5 separate regions of the Sus scrofa genome follow, and all the other regions are linked to region 5. Evidence: chromatin contacts called from public Hi-C data. All regions are on one chromosome and are shown on one strand. Each heading gives the region's core, a stretch centred on a gene start, on an enhancer-like site or on the middle of the called end of the contact. The rest is flanking DNA. Distances are from core to core; before and after follow the strand shown. Region 1 holds the start of MTCH2 (mitochondrial carrier homolog 2). Region 2 holds the start of NDUFS3 (NADH:ubiquinone oxidoreductase core subunit S3). Region 3 holds the start of CKAP5 (cytoskeleton-associated protein 5). Region 4 holds the start of ZNF408 (zinc finger protein 408). Region 5 holds the start of ARFGAP2 (ADP ribosylation factor GTPase activating protein 2).

Evidence for each region. A called contact is a pair of places that touch in the nucleus more often than the background predicts.
Region 1: a contact with region 5 is called in a Hi-C map of liver, with 2.4 times the contacts expected there. The contact joins the promoter of MTCH2 here to the promoter of ARFGAP2 in region 5. A contact is called at or near these places in 1 of 5 promoter capture datasets (fetal liver) and 2 of 47 Hi-C or Micro-C datasets (heart right ventricle and liver).
Region 2: a Hi-C map of skeletal muscle shows a contact between it and region 5, with 4 times the contacts expected there. The contact joins the promoter of NDUFS3 here to the promoter of ARFGAP2 in region 5. A contact is called at or near these places in 1 of 5 promoter capture datasets (fetal skeletal muscle) and 3 of 47 Hi-C or Micro-C datasets (liver and skeletal muscle).
Region 3: a Hi-C map of liver shows a contact between it and region 5, with 4 times the contacts expected there. The contact joins the promoter of CKAP5 here to the promoter of ARFGAP2 in region 5. A contact is called at or near these places in 1 of 5 promoter capture datasets (liver), 2 of 47 Hi-C or Micro-C datasets (heart right ventricle and liver) and 1 of 2 datasets of contacts at active chromatin or transcription factors (skeletal muscle).
Region 4: a contact with region 5 is called in a Hi-C map of skeletal muscle, with 12 times the contacts expected there. The contact joins the promoter of ZNF408 here to the promoter of ARFGAP2 in region 5. A contact is called at or near these places in 2 of 5 promoter capture datasets (fetal liver and liver) and 3 of 47 Hi-C or Micro-C datasets (heart right ventricle, liver and skeletal muscle).

Annotation. Positions count from the first base shown.
Region 1 is chr2:14,981,660-14,984,359 of Sscrofa11.1, reverse strand. It overlaps MTCH2 (mitochondrial carrier homolog 2), which reads right to left and starts at 1,369. Exons shown (of 13, transcript XM_003353877.5): 1 at 1,114-1,369. The coding sequence starts at 1,200.
Region 2 is chr2:15,035,431-15,038,130 of Sscrofa11.1, reverse strand. NDUFS3 (NADH:ubiquinone oxidoreductase core subunit S3) reads left to right here and starts at 1,251. Exons shown (of 7, transcript NM_001243796.1): 1 at 1,251-1,412; 2 at 1,523-1,588. The coding sequence starts at 1,346. It overlaps KBTBD4 (kelch repeat and BTB domain-containing protein 4), which reads right to left and starts at 1,412. Exons shown (of 4, transcript XM_003122803.6): 1 at 1,180-1,412; 2 at 1-280. The coding sequence starts at 1,198.
Region 3 is chr2:15,679,473-15,682,172 of Sscrofa11.1, reverse strand. CKAP5 (cytoskeleton-associated protein 5) reads right to left here and starts at 1,450. Exons shown (of 44, transcript XM_021085236.1): 1 at 1,315-1,450.
Region 4 is chr2:15,833,246-15,835,945 of Sscrofa11.1, reverse strand. It overlaps ZNF408 (zinc finger protein 408), which reads left to right and starts at 1,397. Exons shown (of 5, transcript XM_003122824.6): 1 at 1,397-1,756; 2 at 2,062-2,339. The coding sequence starts at 1,639. It overlaps ARHGAP1 (rho GTPase-activating protein 1), which reads right to left and starts at 1,661. Exons shown (of 13, transcript XM_003122825.5): 1 at 1,203-1,661.
Region 5 is chr2:15,389,306-15,392,005 of Sscrofa11.1, reverse strand. It overlaps ARFGAP2 (ADP ribosylation factor GTPase activating protein 2), which reads right to left and starts at 1,403. Exons shown (of 16, transcript NM_001244552.1): 1 at 1,309-1,403; 2 at 1,021-1,139; 3 at 403-475. The coding sequence starts at 1,380. PACSIN3 (protein kinase C and casein kinase substrate in neurons protein 3) reads right to left here. Exons shown (of 10, transcript XM_021085228.1): 10 at 2,113-2,672. The coding sequence ends at 2,557.

The DNA.
Region 1 (2,700 bases), core at 120-2,619, 410 kb after region 5:
ATTATCTAGCTACAAATATGCCAACTCTAGACGTCATGATACATTTCAAAGATTTTGTTGTTAATTTAAATAACTTAAGAATAGACTTTTACACATAGATTCTGAATCTACACAAATCAAATCATCAATATTTAATAAATGGAGTCCTCCCTAGTGTGTTGCTTCTTTTTAACAGAAAAGTAGAGGACAGGGGTTCTAAAAACTGCTCCCATCCTTGGTACTATGCATGATGTAATTCCATCAACTCTCTACAAAAAGTGAAAAAAATGAATGACCTGCCTATCACAGGGAAACTTTGAAAGGCAATTGAAAATACTATCTAACAGTTGATATCTGCTGAAACCTGGCATACTTGACTGAGAATATAAAATACCATTTAAGAACTATTGCACAGTAGATTAGAAACTAACATACATACTTAAACTTGCTAAAACTCTTTTAGCTGAACTGATTTCCAGCTCTGACAGATGTGAATTTCACTGTCATGAGCCATATGGGCTGCTGTTGGATCCTTCAGAAATTTGACTCAGCAACCACTTCATTATCACTTCTGAATGAGCTCCTTGTTTCTCTAGGTATCTGGTGCTAAAATCTCAGAAGAGAATAGCAGCAGCTACAGCAGCAAAAAAAAGAAAAGAAAAGCTAACAAAACGTTGGCTCCCCTCTAATTTCAGATTTGTCTTCAAGAGATTTTAAGTCTTGCATTTGGGGCCCAGGAGGAGAGATGAATTCTAATTTCAGAGATGCGGAGAGGGGAGGGTTGGGAAGTCCTTGGCGATGCCCGGCCTGGATCAACCTCAGGTTAGAAAAAACAAAGTTCAGAGAAGCCACTGGGCAGGGCAGGGAAGGACAGGGCAAGGCGGCAGTTGGCTACCGGGAACGGAGAGGGCCTCCCCACTTGACCGCGAGGCGAGATCTCGGGAAGGCCCAGGGCCAGTGGAAGCTCCGCGCGCGGTGGAAGTTGTCCCTGCGGGGAAGGAAGAGGCGGGCAGCAAAGGAGCAGCATCTCGGGAGATTGAAGGCCTGGGATGGTTGAAGCCGGTCCTCAGGCACCGTGGGCAGCGGCGCCTGAATAAGGCGCCTATCGGGGAAGGGAATGGCGAGGACTCATACCTGGATGAGCACCTTCACGTACATGAGCGGCTGGGACAGGATGGTGAGACCGGAGCCCAGGAGCACCTGACTGGCCGCGTCCGCCATGATGGCACCCGCGGACGGACAGACAGACGCAGCCACCAAGCGACCGAGCCGGTCCCAGATCACGTGCCAGGGCCGCCGGCTTCACTGGCCTGCCCGCGGCGCGCGCGCGCACGCACGCAGCGGCGCGCGCCTCTCCGCCCAGTCCCCGCCCACCGCCACGCCCCAAGAAACGGCAGGCGCTCGCGAGCGGGAGCAGGGGTCGGGGCGGGGCTTATGCCCTCCACTAGGAATGGCAGTTTCTCTTGCGCTTGCGCGGGCTGGAAGGGCCCAGGCGAAGAAGAATGGGCGTGGCAATGGGGAGTGACCCTGGCCGCATGGGCAAGGTCAGAGTAATAAAAATAATTGAAAAGGGATCTTCGATATTCTTCGCCTCTGCACTTGCTTTTTTGGCATCAGCAAAGTAAACTCTAAGGACTACTCAGCATCAGAATCATAATCTAGTGGCCAAGAAAAACTAGATAGAATAATGACTCCATCAGGGGGTTGCTATTGGTGCATTCATTCATTCATTCATTCAGTTAATGTTAAAACTTCTCGGAAACACATTTTCTGACCTATATTTAAATTCCCCTCCCCTTTGGGAGTTCCCGTAGTGGCGCAGTGGTTAACGAATCCGACTAGGAACTATGAGGTTACGGGTTCGGTCCCTGCCCTTGCTCGGTGGGTTAACGATCCGGCGTTGCCCTTGCCGTGAGCTGTGGTGTAGGTTGCAGACGTGGCTTGGATTCTGCGTTGCTGTGGCTCTGGCGTAGGCTGGTGGCTACAGCTCCCTAGCCTGGGAACCTCCATAGGCTGCGGGAGCGGCGCAAAAAAAGACAAAAAAAAAATAATAATAATAATAAATTTACCTCCCCTTTATTTCCTACCACATTGTCTTTTAACACTTATCATTGTCTGAAATTTATCTTTTTGTCTCCTCCACCGGAATGTAAACCTCGTGAATTCAGGAGCAGGAACTGCCTTTGTTTCTTACTCAACGCCTGGCACATACTAAATGCTCAATAAATATTTATTGCCTATGTGAGCAATTACTTCAGTGCCTACCAGGCTACATGTTACAGACGCAAAAAGGAAAAGGCATTGTCCTTACTCCTTCAGCTCCAGCACACACATTCTATATCAAACAGCACTTAGGCACTTAGGCAGAGCCTGGCACAGAGAATGAAGCAGGAAAGAAAACTTGCATTTTAGATTCTGGTTCTCCTTTGTATACAAATGATTTGGAAGTCGTTTTATCTTTTGTTTTCAGTTTTTGTGTCTAAATCTAAGGATAACACTACTACCTTCCTCTTGATGTTATTGTTAAGTGAAATCATGCATAGGATAAGATTTTTTTAAACAGTGTATTAAAGGAGTTCCTGTCGTGGTGCAGTGGTTAATGAATCCGACTAGGAACCATGAGGTTCCTGGTTCGATCCCCGGCCTCGCTAAGTGGGTTAGGATCCGCCGTGGCTGTGAGCTGTGGTGTTGGTCACAGACACTGCTTGGATCCCCCTTGCT
Region 2 (2,700 bases), core at 2-2,501, 350 kb after region 5:
TTGTGGGCCTCCTTCAGGTTGGAAGTGAACATGGACCGGAAGAAACAGCTCTGAGCTGAGAGGACCAATCGGTGGAGCTGAAACTCTCGGCCTTCCACTGAAATAGTGACATCAGCAAAGAGCTCTTCCTCCAGACACAGTTTCATGATGCCCTGAGCCACACGGCCTGAGTGTGACCTATCTTTGAAAGTGTAGTTCACAAAGTAGTTCTCATCCATGGATGCTCCAGGCTCCTCCGGTGATTCCATGGTAGTAGCCAACTTCTCTCTCTGCCAGCTGTCTGCAAAATACCACCACCCTGAATAACTTAAGGAAGTCACAACTACAGTCTACGAATCCAACTGTCCAATTCACGGGGGGAGAAGGGGGAAATGAGGGCACAGTGGGCCAGATTAGCCTTAGTTCTAGCCTTGCTAATGATATCTCTAACATTCTCCTTCAACCAAAGCTGGGTTCATTCTCCTGAAATAACATTCCATCCCCAATGAGATAAAAATTTCCTACTCTGGGTGTTTCTCTGAGAAAACACAGAATACTCCTTTTCATGATGCAACAAAAGGCGTGGTATTTAGGTCAACACATGAACGCAAGTGATTGGAGGAAGCCTATGATTTAAAAAACCTGGCAAAAAGGCTTACTAACCAAATAACTATCGAATATAAAACTAATGAGGCTCGGAGCAGCAGAATCCGACAAAAAAGACCCCCTCTTTCCCCTTGCTTGTGATCCATACCTTTTAATACAAGGCTTGGCTTGGGACATGTTAATCCTACATTTGCTCTTTTCTGAGCCTCTCCCTGGCACTTCCCCGCTCGCCCTAATGACTCCCCAAGGCTTCGTCTCAGAACTCGACACGGAACCCAACCATCCCCAGCAAGGGGCCCAAGGAGGCCCATTGCCACGTGCAGTGTCCCCGCTCCACCTGGAGTCGCCTGGGAAACGGTCGCCAGGGAAACCGTTCTTCTCTCCCCCTCCCCCTAGCTTGCCTGCTGGCCCTAATCAAAAGCTTAGCTGGGGGAGCGGAGGAGGGGTATGGAATGTGGAACCCAGATCTCCCGCCCCTTCTCCTCTCACCGGTCCGGTTCTTTAGGATCCTCTCCTTCTCTCCAGCCTCTGTCACAACAAGCTAGGGTCACATTCACCTCACGGTTTCCCCACCCGCGGGCTTCGCTTTCTCACCTGCCTTCCCTCCTTTCATTCCGAAGCCCGGAACCCGGAACCTCTGCTTCCGGCCCCGCGTCCGCCCGGAAGAAGATCCGATGCACACTTCCGCTTCCGGTCCGTGCCCTTGGGGCTCCGTGTCCTGCGGATCTGGCTTCTGCTACCTGGTTTGCAGCCGGGAAACATGGCGGCGGCGGCGGCTGCAAGGGGCTGTTGGCGGGGGCTCGTGGGGCCCGCGGCGGTGGCTAGGGGTGAGCAAGGGCAGCAGGCTGAGGGCCAGGGGGGGAGCGGCGGCGCGTCCAGCGCAGGGAGCCCCCTCAAGCCTCACCCTGCGCTTCAGTGCCTCTATATTCCCGTGCAGTGTCCGGGCGACCCTCGGTGCTTTTGCTGCCTGTGAGGAAGGAAAGCGCTGCGGCCGACACGCGCCGTGAGTATGTGCGAGTCCGGCCCTTATGGGGACTACAGGCGGGGCCCCGTTCATTCCCTTTGTCAGATGTTTGCCCTTGTCCTGGGCTGCCCTTCTCTGCGTCCTCCTGGCAAGTCTCTTCTTGTCCTTGGAGAGCTGACTGCAACGGTCTTCACTCTGCAGGCAGAATCGGGCACCTAGTGCCCTAGAGCCTTTTCTGTTGTGCCCTGTTGCCTTTTGTCCACTTTAGTGATTTTCTTTTTCTCCGATTAAACTGTCAGCTCTTTGAGAGCAGGAAACAAACTTTGGGCTTCAGAGCCTTCTTATTATAATAATAGTTGGCGTTAGTTGAATGCTTGTTGTGCCGGGCACCTCGCTAAGCGATTAATGAATGATCTTATTCATTTCTCCCCACAATCTTACCGGGTGGATAGTATTATGCTTTTCTACTGTAGAGCAGGAAACAGTCCAGAGAAGTAAGTTGCCCAGGGTCACAGCACTAGTGAGAGACAGCAGGCCTGCTCGCTGCCTAAGGCAGAGAACTGGTATTAATACTCTGCAGCCTAGGATGTGTGGTTGCTCAGTGAGGTAGTGTTGTGCGAATGAATATATGGGAATTAGTTACGGTCAACATAAGCCCTGGGAGTAAAAAGACCCATTCTGGGTCTCAGTTTCCTCATTTGTGCAAAAATATAAAAAAATAAAGTTTCAGTGGCTCATTGCTAACGAACCTGACTAGTATCCATGAGAATGCGGGTTTGATGCGTGGCCTCCCTCAGTGGGTTAAGGATCTGGCTTGGCTGTGGCTGTGGCGTAGGCTGGCAGCTGCAGCTCTGATTCAACCCTTAGCTTGGGAACTTCAACATGTCAAGGGTGTGGCCCTAAAAAAGCAAAAAAAAAAAAAAAAAAAAAAAATGGATTTCAGCTAGATAATCTATGAGGGCCCTTCAGCCCTAAGGTTCTTGGCTTGAGAATCTGCTATGAAAGGCAGACACCTCAGCTGCAGTAATAAAGTGACTTTTGGTGGCCTGTATAGGTGGCATTTTTACTAAGTTTTCATTACTTCTTTTTTTGTTTTTGGTCTTTTTGGCATTTCTTGGGCCTCCCGGCATATGGAGGGTCCCAGGCTAGGG
Region 3 (2,700 bases), core at 201-2,700, 290 kb before region 5:
CTATCAGTTGTAGAAAGCTATATAATACTCTTCATCATTCAGAGGTGATGATCAAAAATTTTAAATAAATTAAATTGATTTCACCTTTCTCTATATTACTTTATAAAAACAAGAGCACAGTTTATCCAGTCACTTAAGAGAAGTCCAAATCTTTTACCATCTCTTAAAAGTTTCAAAAGATTGTTAGCTTAATTTATCAGCTCTTTAGGTCAAAGAAGGACTTTTCAGGGTGATGAAAATGGAGAAAGGAGGAGTTCACCTCTCTAAAAATGAGTTTTCAATTACTATAATTATGCATAAAATAAGACAAGGAGCATTTCTGGGCCAAGATTTGAAGTCTTAATTCCCATGAGAGTTAAACTGGAGCCATGAATAAATTGGGGGCAAGTTCAGCAAAAACCTCTTCATCCTCTATTGATGCTGAATGAAAAACGCATTGTTAACATTCATCAACACGAATGTATTTTCTAATACACAGTAGCCACTTTGGCAACGTAACTTTCATCATTTTCTATCCCAGAAACAAAAAGAATGCATTCAAATCCAGCCTGACAATTACCACGATTGCGGGGTAGCTATCGTAACAGCCAGAGTGGAAGGAGCTAAAAAGTAAGAATCTAGTTTACCGAGCCCCTACCTTAAAAGTAGCAAGGCCTGCTTAACCTACACTGCTGGCTATTGTATTGGTCCCCCAAATCTTCAGAGCTGGAAAGATATCTGAACTCCACTGACATCTTTGGAAGAGAAAGCCAGGCGGAAGGGCGGAGCGGTATGATCCGAATCGTTAAAATCGCACCACGCCGGTGGGAACACAGGTGCGCGGGCAGGACCACAGGTGCGCGGGCAGGCCCCGGTCCCCCTGTCCTTGTTACGTTCTAAGGCGACCAGGCCCTTCACATTCACCACAGCCCTCGGAGGCTCTTACTCACCCATTCATTCATTTGACAATTACGCGAGGGGCGCCGTAGCAGCCCCAGCTCGCAGGCCCCCGCCCCAGTCCCCGAAAACCCGGAGCCTCCAGGAGAGGCCCTGCGCCGCCCGCGTCGCCGGCGCTGCCGCCCGCAGCCCACGGCAGCGCGCTCTGGTCACCAGCCCCAGCCTCCGTCGCACACGAGCGCCCACGCCCCCCGCCCTCCCAGCCGCCTCAGTCCCCCGGCCTCCGCCCCGCCTTGCCGCCTCAGATCCGCCGGGTTCTTGGGCGAGGGAGGCGCGTGTCGGCGAAGGCCCCCCCGCCTGGGGTCCACGGCCTCGCCGCGCGCGCGACTCCAGAACCCGAGGGCCTAGGTGGGTGGGTCCGGCCCACAGTGCACTCACCTCCGCCGGGTCAGAACCGAGGGGCTTCTCCAAGCCGTTTGAAACCGCTTGGGCCGCCGCACACCCCGCAGTGTCCTCGTTGTTTATTGGTTCCTCTCGGACCGCCCATCACACTTCTATTGGTCCATTTGAAAGAACTATGGGCACGCGCCGCCCGCAGCCTTAAAGGGGCCGCGCGCAGGCGTGATTCCCTTGGGACTGGGAGCTGCACTGTCAGGTAGGGCAGAGGGTAGCTGGAGCCAAAGCTGCAGACAACCCCAGAAAGGATGATGGGTGTTTATAGAGCTGTGCATCCGCGGCCGTCAGCATTTTGCTTTATTTAACTACAGGTATTTAAACTGCTGTCAACACCTGGCACTTTTTTTTTTTTTTTGGACTCATTTCATTCACCAAATATAGATTTGCAGTTAAATGTGTTGGGAAAACTAGAGAGGCAGCTAGGATTTAATGGAAAGAGGATGAATGGAGACAGAACGCTGGATTCTAGTGTTGGACCTTCTCTGGGTAAACCATTTTTCTCAGTATATCATCTGGAGCTTAGTTTCCTCACCTGTAAACCGGGATAATGATGACCTTATAACCTTAATGTGAGGATTTAATATAACTAATTGAATGTCTAGGACGGGCCTTTAAACAGTAATGTGTTCTGCAAAAGCTTAATACTCCTCTTATTCATAAAAATGAGAAGCTTGAAGTTCCCGCTGTGGATCCCATGTTTCAGCAGCTATGGCGTAGCTCCCAGTTGTGACTGGGATTCGATCCCAGGTCTGCGGAATTTCCATATGCCACCGGTTCGAGCATTAAAAAAGAAAAAAAAAATGAGAGGCTTGGTTAATACGGTCTCTAAAATTCTTTTTTTTTTTTTTTTTTTTATTATTTTATTTATTTTTTTGTCTTTTTTTTGTTGTTGTTGCTATTTCTTGGGCCGCTCCCGTGGCATATGGAGGTTCCCAGGCTAGGGGTTGAATCGGAGCTGTAGCCACCGGCCTACGCCAGAGCCACAGCAACGCGGGATCCGAGCCGCGTCTGCAACCTACACCACAGCTCACAGCAACGCCGGATCATTAACCCACTGAGCAAGTGCAGGGACCGAACCCGCAACCTCATGGTTCCTAGTCGGATTCGTTAACCACTGCGCCACGACGGGAACTCCTCTAAAATTCTTGTTTAGCGCTACATTCAATGTTTCTATGAATACGATCTTGTCCTAACCCCCAAGGAATTTGCAAACTACAGTGATCAGAGGAATAAAACATACAGACTAGTAGCTAAAATTCAAAGCAATGTGAAAACAATATAAAAGAAAAGCTGTGGATGTTTATCTGAAGGGAGAAATTAGATGGGGGAGGATCCGTGAAGGGGATAGATTTTTAATCTGGGATTTAA
Region 4 (2,700 bases), core at 148-2,647, 440 kb before region 5:
TCTGGACTCATTCCCCAAAAATCAGCATACTCATGAAATCTTGCATGAAATTTTAAGGGGTTCACAGACCCTCTTAGAATCACTGTTTAAGAATCCCTGACCTGGAGTTCCCACTGTGGCGCAGTGGGTTAAGAACCTCACTGCAGGGGTTTGGATCGCTGTGAAGTTCTATCCCGGGTGGGAGCAGTTGGTTCAAGGATCTGGTGTTGCCACAGCACAGGTCAGCTACTGCTGGGATTCAATCCCTGGCCCATGGAACTTCCATGTGCTGCGGGTGTGACCATTAAAAACAAACAAACAGCCTTGACCTACTCAAAATTACATCTGGCACAGAGTAGATGCTCAGTCATTTGCTGAATTACTGAAGGAATCAATTTGTATCCTAAGAGGAAAAGGGAAGCAACCACGATGAACTGGATACAAATTATCTTTTCACATCAGCACCAGAGAAGTACAGTTCCAGAAATGTGAAGACCAGAAAAAATAAGAGTCATACAGTAAAGTCAAGATTTTAATCCATGTCTATCTAAGGTGGTCTCTTTGTGCAGGTCAATCCTTCAATACTTCTCTTAAGTGACTGTCATTCATATGATTCTCAAAGTTCTACAAAAGGGCAAAGTAAAGCTTCTCTAAACTCCTCCAAGGAGAACTGAAATAACTTGAAATCATATTCTCTGGAATTGTGATAGGCCTCCTAGTTAGGGCTCCAGAATTGCAAAAATGCAAACCCCACAATACAAAGCAAGCCTTTCAACTACAATCACGTTTGCATAAAGCCTCATGGTTCACAAAAACCGGATTGGGTGCTACAATCCTGTCTCACAGGTTAAGAAAGAGACATGAAAGCGTGGCCTAATAAGTAGCAAGGTGGAACACTTCGCCCGAATTTCTTGTTTTAGCACTTCCCCAGATCGGACGAGGGAGACTTCCCCTTCCCATGAGTTTACTCGATGACAGCGAGCGAGAGGCCAGGAAGAAGCCAGCAAAAGAAGCAAAGTCCTCTCGCTGCAGACCCGCGAGTGGGGCAGAATCCCGGCAGCGGGAAGGCCAGGTTCCCAGGCCCCATTCCACCCCTGCTCCCTTCCTCGGATCCGCTTGGATGCTCCCCATCCGGACCCCATCCCTTCAAATGACCTGGCCAGTCCTTTTCCTTCCCGCCCCGCCCCCAACCTCCCAGGCAGAACTTGCACCCCGCAGCTCACCGTGGTCGGGTACCGCTCCCTCTGCCACGCCTGTCAAAGATCGGCAAACATCCGGCTCCGAGGTGGAACGGGAACCGCCCCCTCCCTGTCTCTTCACTCCCAACCACTTCCGCCACACCTCCAACCCACTTCCGACCCGCTGCCCGGTCCAAACATGGCCTTTCCAGGATCCCCGCCCACTTCCTGTACGTGCTGCTCACGTGCCTCCTTGGCTGCGGTGGAGTAGAACCGTCCGATTCGTCCCTCCCAAAAGGAGGCCCTGGAACAGTTAGTTCCGATGTTCCGGGTACTCGAATCTCTGGTGGACCTCCGGAATCCTTAGCTCGTATTCTTCTCGGACAGAGATTCGCCTCACCAGAATTCCCAAACTCCTGGTCTTGTGCACCAGTTAAGGCTGACTCTTACGATTCGTTCCCGAGAGGAAATTTGGGTGTCAATGACTGTTTCCGGGAGGAGCCTAGAAGGTGACACTCACTTCCGGCGGAGGGAGGCTTTTCGATCCGGGATGGAGGAGGCGGAGGAGCTTCTCTCGGCGAAGGGAAGACTGCAGTTCGGTGAGCGGCCTGCGGTGTCTCCGACCCTCGGCTCAGATATTCCTGACGTTCTCTGGTCAACTCTTATCCCCCGACCCTTTTCCTCCCGAGCCTGGCATCCTCCTCCGGTGCCCTCAAAATCTCGGGGGCTTCTTTTAAGAGCCCTCGAAGTCCCTCAGGTCTTTTCGGGGCCCCTTAGAGTCTTTATATATCTCTCAGACTCTTGAGGCCTAGCTGGACCTAGGGTTTTCTCCCTCATCTTTCCCCACCCCACTACCTCTTGGGCGGCTTCCTCACTTCTTCACTGTCTTCCTCTCTCGCTGCAGTCCCCGGCCCACGCCTGGACCCGGACTCAGGATGGAGCCCTTCCGGAGAAGGCTGTGCACAGGGACCCAAAGATTTCCCAGCCAGACCGACCCGAGCCATCCTCGCTCTAAAGAGCCTCCCCCGGGGCTTGGCCCTAGGTCCCTCACTGACCGAGGAACAGCGCTTGGGGGTCTGGTGTGTCGGGGAACCCTTGCAGCCGGGACTGCTCTGGGGACCACTGGAAGAGGAGTCTGTCTCTAAGCAGAAGGGTGATGCAGCGGAAAGAGAGCAAAAAGAGGTATTAAGGGATCGGGCATCTCCCTTCCATGATTGAAAATTTAGTTCAGACATTTCTTGTTAGAAGATGCAGAGTATTTAAAGGGATAGGAGATGGTTTGGCCCCCTTCTGTCCAGGACTGTCTTTTCTCCTTCCTTGCAGTAATTAAGAGGTGCAAAAAATTGTTAAAAGCTGAATTAGTAGAGTGTTAGCAGTTACAAAAGTCAAGAACAAAGGTTTTGGGAATTAAAAAGCCCCTGGGATCAAATCTCAGCTTTGTCACTTAGCTGGTCAGATGGCATGTAAAATAAAGGAATGGCTCTTTATTTTAATCCTCCAGGATTATTTGGAGGGAAAGGTGAAACAGCACAGGTAAAAGATT
Region 5 (2,700 bases), core at 154-2,653:
ACCAAGAGTTTTTCATCAAGTTTCTCAGAAACTCCTGCAAAAAACCACAGTCTCGAACCTCTGAGATGAATGATGGAAGCCCAGCCCTCACTCAACTTTGCCTGAGGACAGCATGCTGTACCCACTCTGCCCATCCTTCATCCAGGCCCCCAAGACCGTGATGACTGCGAAGGCCCCAACTCCCTTGGCCTTGCCCCAAGAATGTCTGTCCAGCTCGGTTTAAAACCAAAGCCCCTTTGTGAAGAACAGGGATACATTTCCAAGTTTAGAGAGTAGGGTACAGTGTTGCCATAGACCAGAGATTTCTCCTAACTGAAACTGAGAGAGCCTTCAAGAAGTCACTGTAGAGTCAGTACTCAGGCAGAAGAATGGGGGTGGGAGGATGGTAAGAAGGAGCTTTACCGCATTGGCATTCCCGCCGACCTGCATACACCTCAGCTGGAACCAGTTCCAGTTGGAATCCAACTCTGTGGACCTGTGTGCAAGGGCTGCGTGTCACCTACCAGCAGGTTCCAGGAGACGCTTCCCTGGCAGACCCACACCTGTCATTTGGCCTCGGGCTGCAGCAAGCGCCCAGGAAATATTCATCAGCCGCCACCGTGTTTCCTCCATTCTACCCTATCCATGAAAGCCTTGCTCTACATCCATCTAGTCAGATGGCTACCAATTATTTTCCAGATGGAAAGGAGGTCAAATTCTCAAGCACTCAAGCCTGGACTCGACCTTCCCCTTAAGCACAGCCACAGTCTGGCTCCAATGTATCAGCAACAAGATCAATGCAGATAACTCTTCCCTGAAACTGACGCTCGGAATGTCAATTCTGACTGTCAGGAAAGAAAGGAGTTTTGACCCACATGCGGAGTCGAACCGGCTGCGTGGTAAGGGGCCCACACTGGCTGTTTCCACTCATGAGAGGATCGCAAATACCGAACTCAGGGCGATCCAAGTTCAAGCAGCCACTCTCCCCCGATGAACCCCGGGCGGCAGGGTGGAAGCACAGCGGCCGCGAAAAGACCCTACCTGATGAAGCTGAGATGGACGCCCAGGGAGCGATGCACCCCGGAGCAATCAATGCACAAGAAAACACCATACGTGATGCTAGCCCAACTCGGATTCTTGGCGCCACAGTCAAAACAGGCCTGCGTGAAAAAGGCGATGAGCGAATGGTCAGGGGCCCCAGGTCCAGGCCGAGCGCTGACACCCCGGGAAGACAGTCCACGCCCTCCCTCTCCCTCCCTCAGGCGCCAAGGGAACCAGGGGAGTCCCTCTCGGCCAGTGCCTGGCCCTGCCCGCCTCCCACTCACGCACCTTGTTGGTTGGAATTGCGCGAAGCCTCTTAAAAAGAGTTTGGATCTCTGTCTTGCTCGGCTCGGCCGCCATTTTCTCTCCTTCCCAGATTCCAGCGCGAGCGACGGGTCGCGTCACAGGCCAATCCGCGGCCGCGAACGCGGGTCAGCGGGTGGGGCTCAGCGGGGGCCGGCCGGCCTAGGGGCGGGGTGATTTGTCCGGATCCCGACCAATGGGCGGTCGGTGGAGCAGGAGCCGAACCATCAGCGGCCTGGGCTCGGCGGCAGTCGCTCGAATCCACGCCACGCCGCGCCGGGGCCAATCCGCAGTCGGGGCGGGGCGACGGCTCGCCCGCAGGCCCAAACGTCGCCGCAGAGGCGCCCGCAGGTCCGGTCTTCTCCAGAAGGTGGAGCCATCTCTCAGGAGCGTGGGCTGCGAGACGGGGAAGCCGGCCTCTTCTCGGGCCAGATCCCAAAGAGTGAGTGATGATTAACAGTCCTACCAAGCACTCCTGGGCCTGCCGCCCTGAACGGGAAGGTAAACTGACTGGGCTCCCGCCCCGCTCAGAACTCCTCACCCAGCCTCCAGTCGTGGTCGGCTCGCATCTAGCCCTATCTCGAGTCCCTTCCGCCCCAGGTTAGGGTCCCAAATCCAAGTTAGGGTCCCAAGTCCAGAGCAGGTACCAAGTTGACAACCTTTGCCCAACCCCCACCCCCATAATATACTTCAGGCCCACGACCTCTCCTCAGTGCCTGGCTCCAGATGCCCTCGGTGGCCTGGCGGCGGAGGGGCGGGGGGTAACAAAGACGCACACAAGCCTGACAGTGTTTTGTTTTTCTTCCAAGTTTATTTTTTCCAAGTTTAATACACACTAGAAGCCACAAAAGAGTGCTGCTAGCCCAGAACTACACTCACCCCAAGCGCGCCCCAGGAAGCTCAAAACACAGACTGGGCACTGGGTCCACAACTCCTGGGGAGACCAGGGTATTCCTGGGGAGGCCCAGGCACCCCTGAGCCCTTTTGTTACCTCCTGACCTTCCCACCTTCCCCTCAGTCCAGACTCAGTTGGCCCTTCCCTACCAGTCCCTTCCTAGAGGCAGGCCCCTTTGCTCCTGGGAGTCTCAAGACTTCCTCTCTCCTGAAAGGGACAGAGGGCCACCAGGGGCAGCATGGTTCAGGGCCCTCAAGTCCAGCTGCCCAGACAAGCTAGGCTCAGACTGAAAGGGGTGGTGGGGGTGGAGAAACATGTAGAAGGGCTGTAAGGGCAGGTCAGGCCCCCACACACTCAACGTAGTTGGCAGGGTACAGGCCAATCCGGCCACTCTGCAGCTGGCCCTGGCACCAGCCCTGCTCATCCTCCTCGCTCATCTTCAGCAGCTCCTCCCCTGCGGAAAGGGGGATTGGTCACTGGCA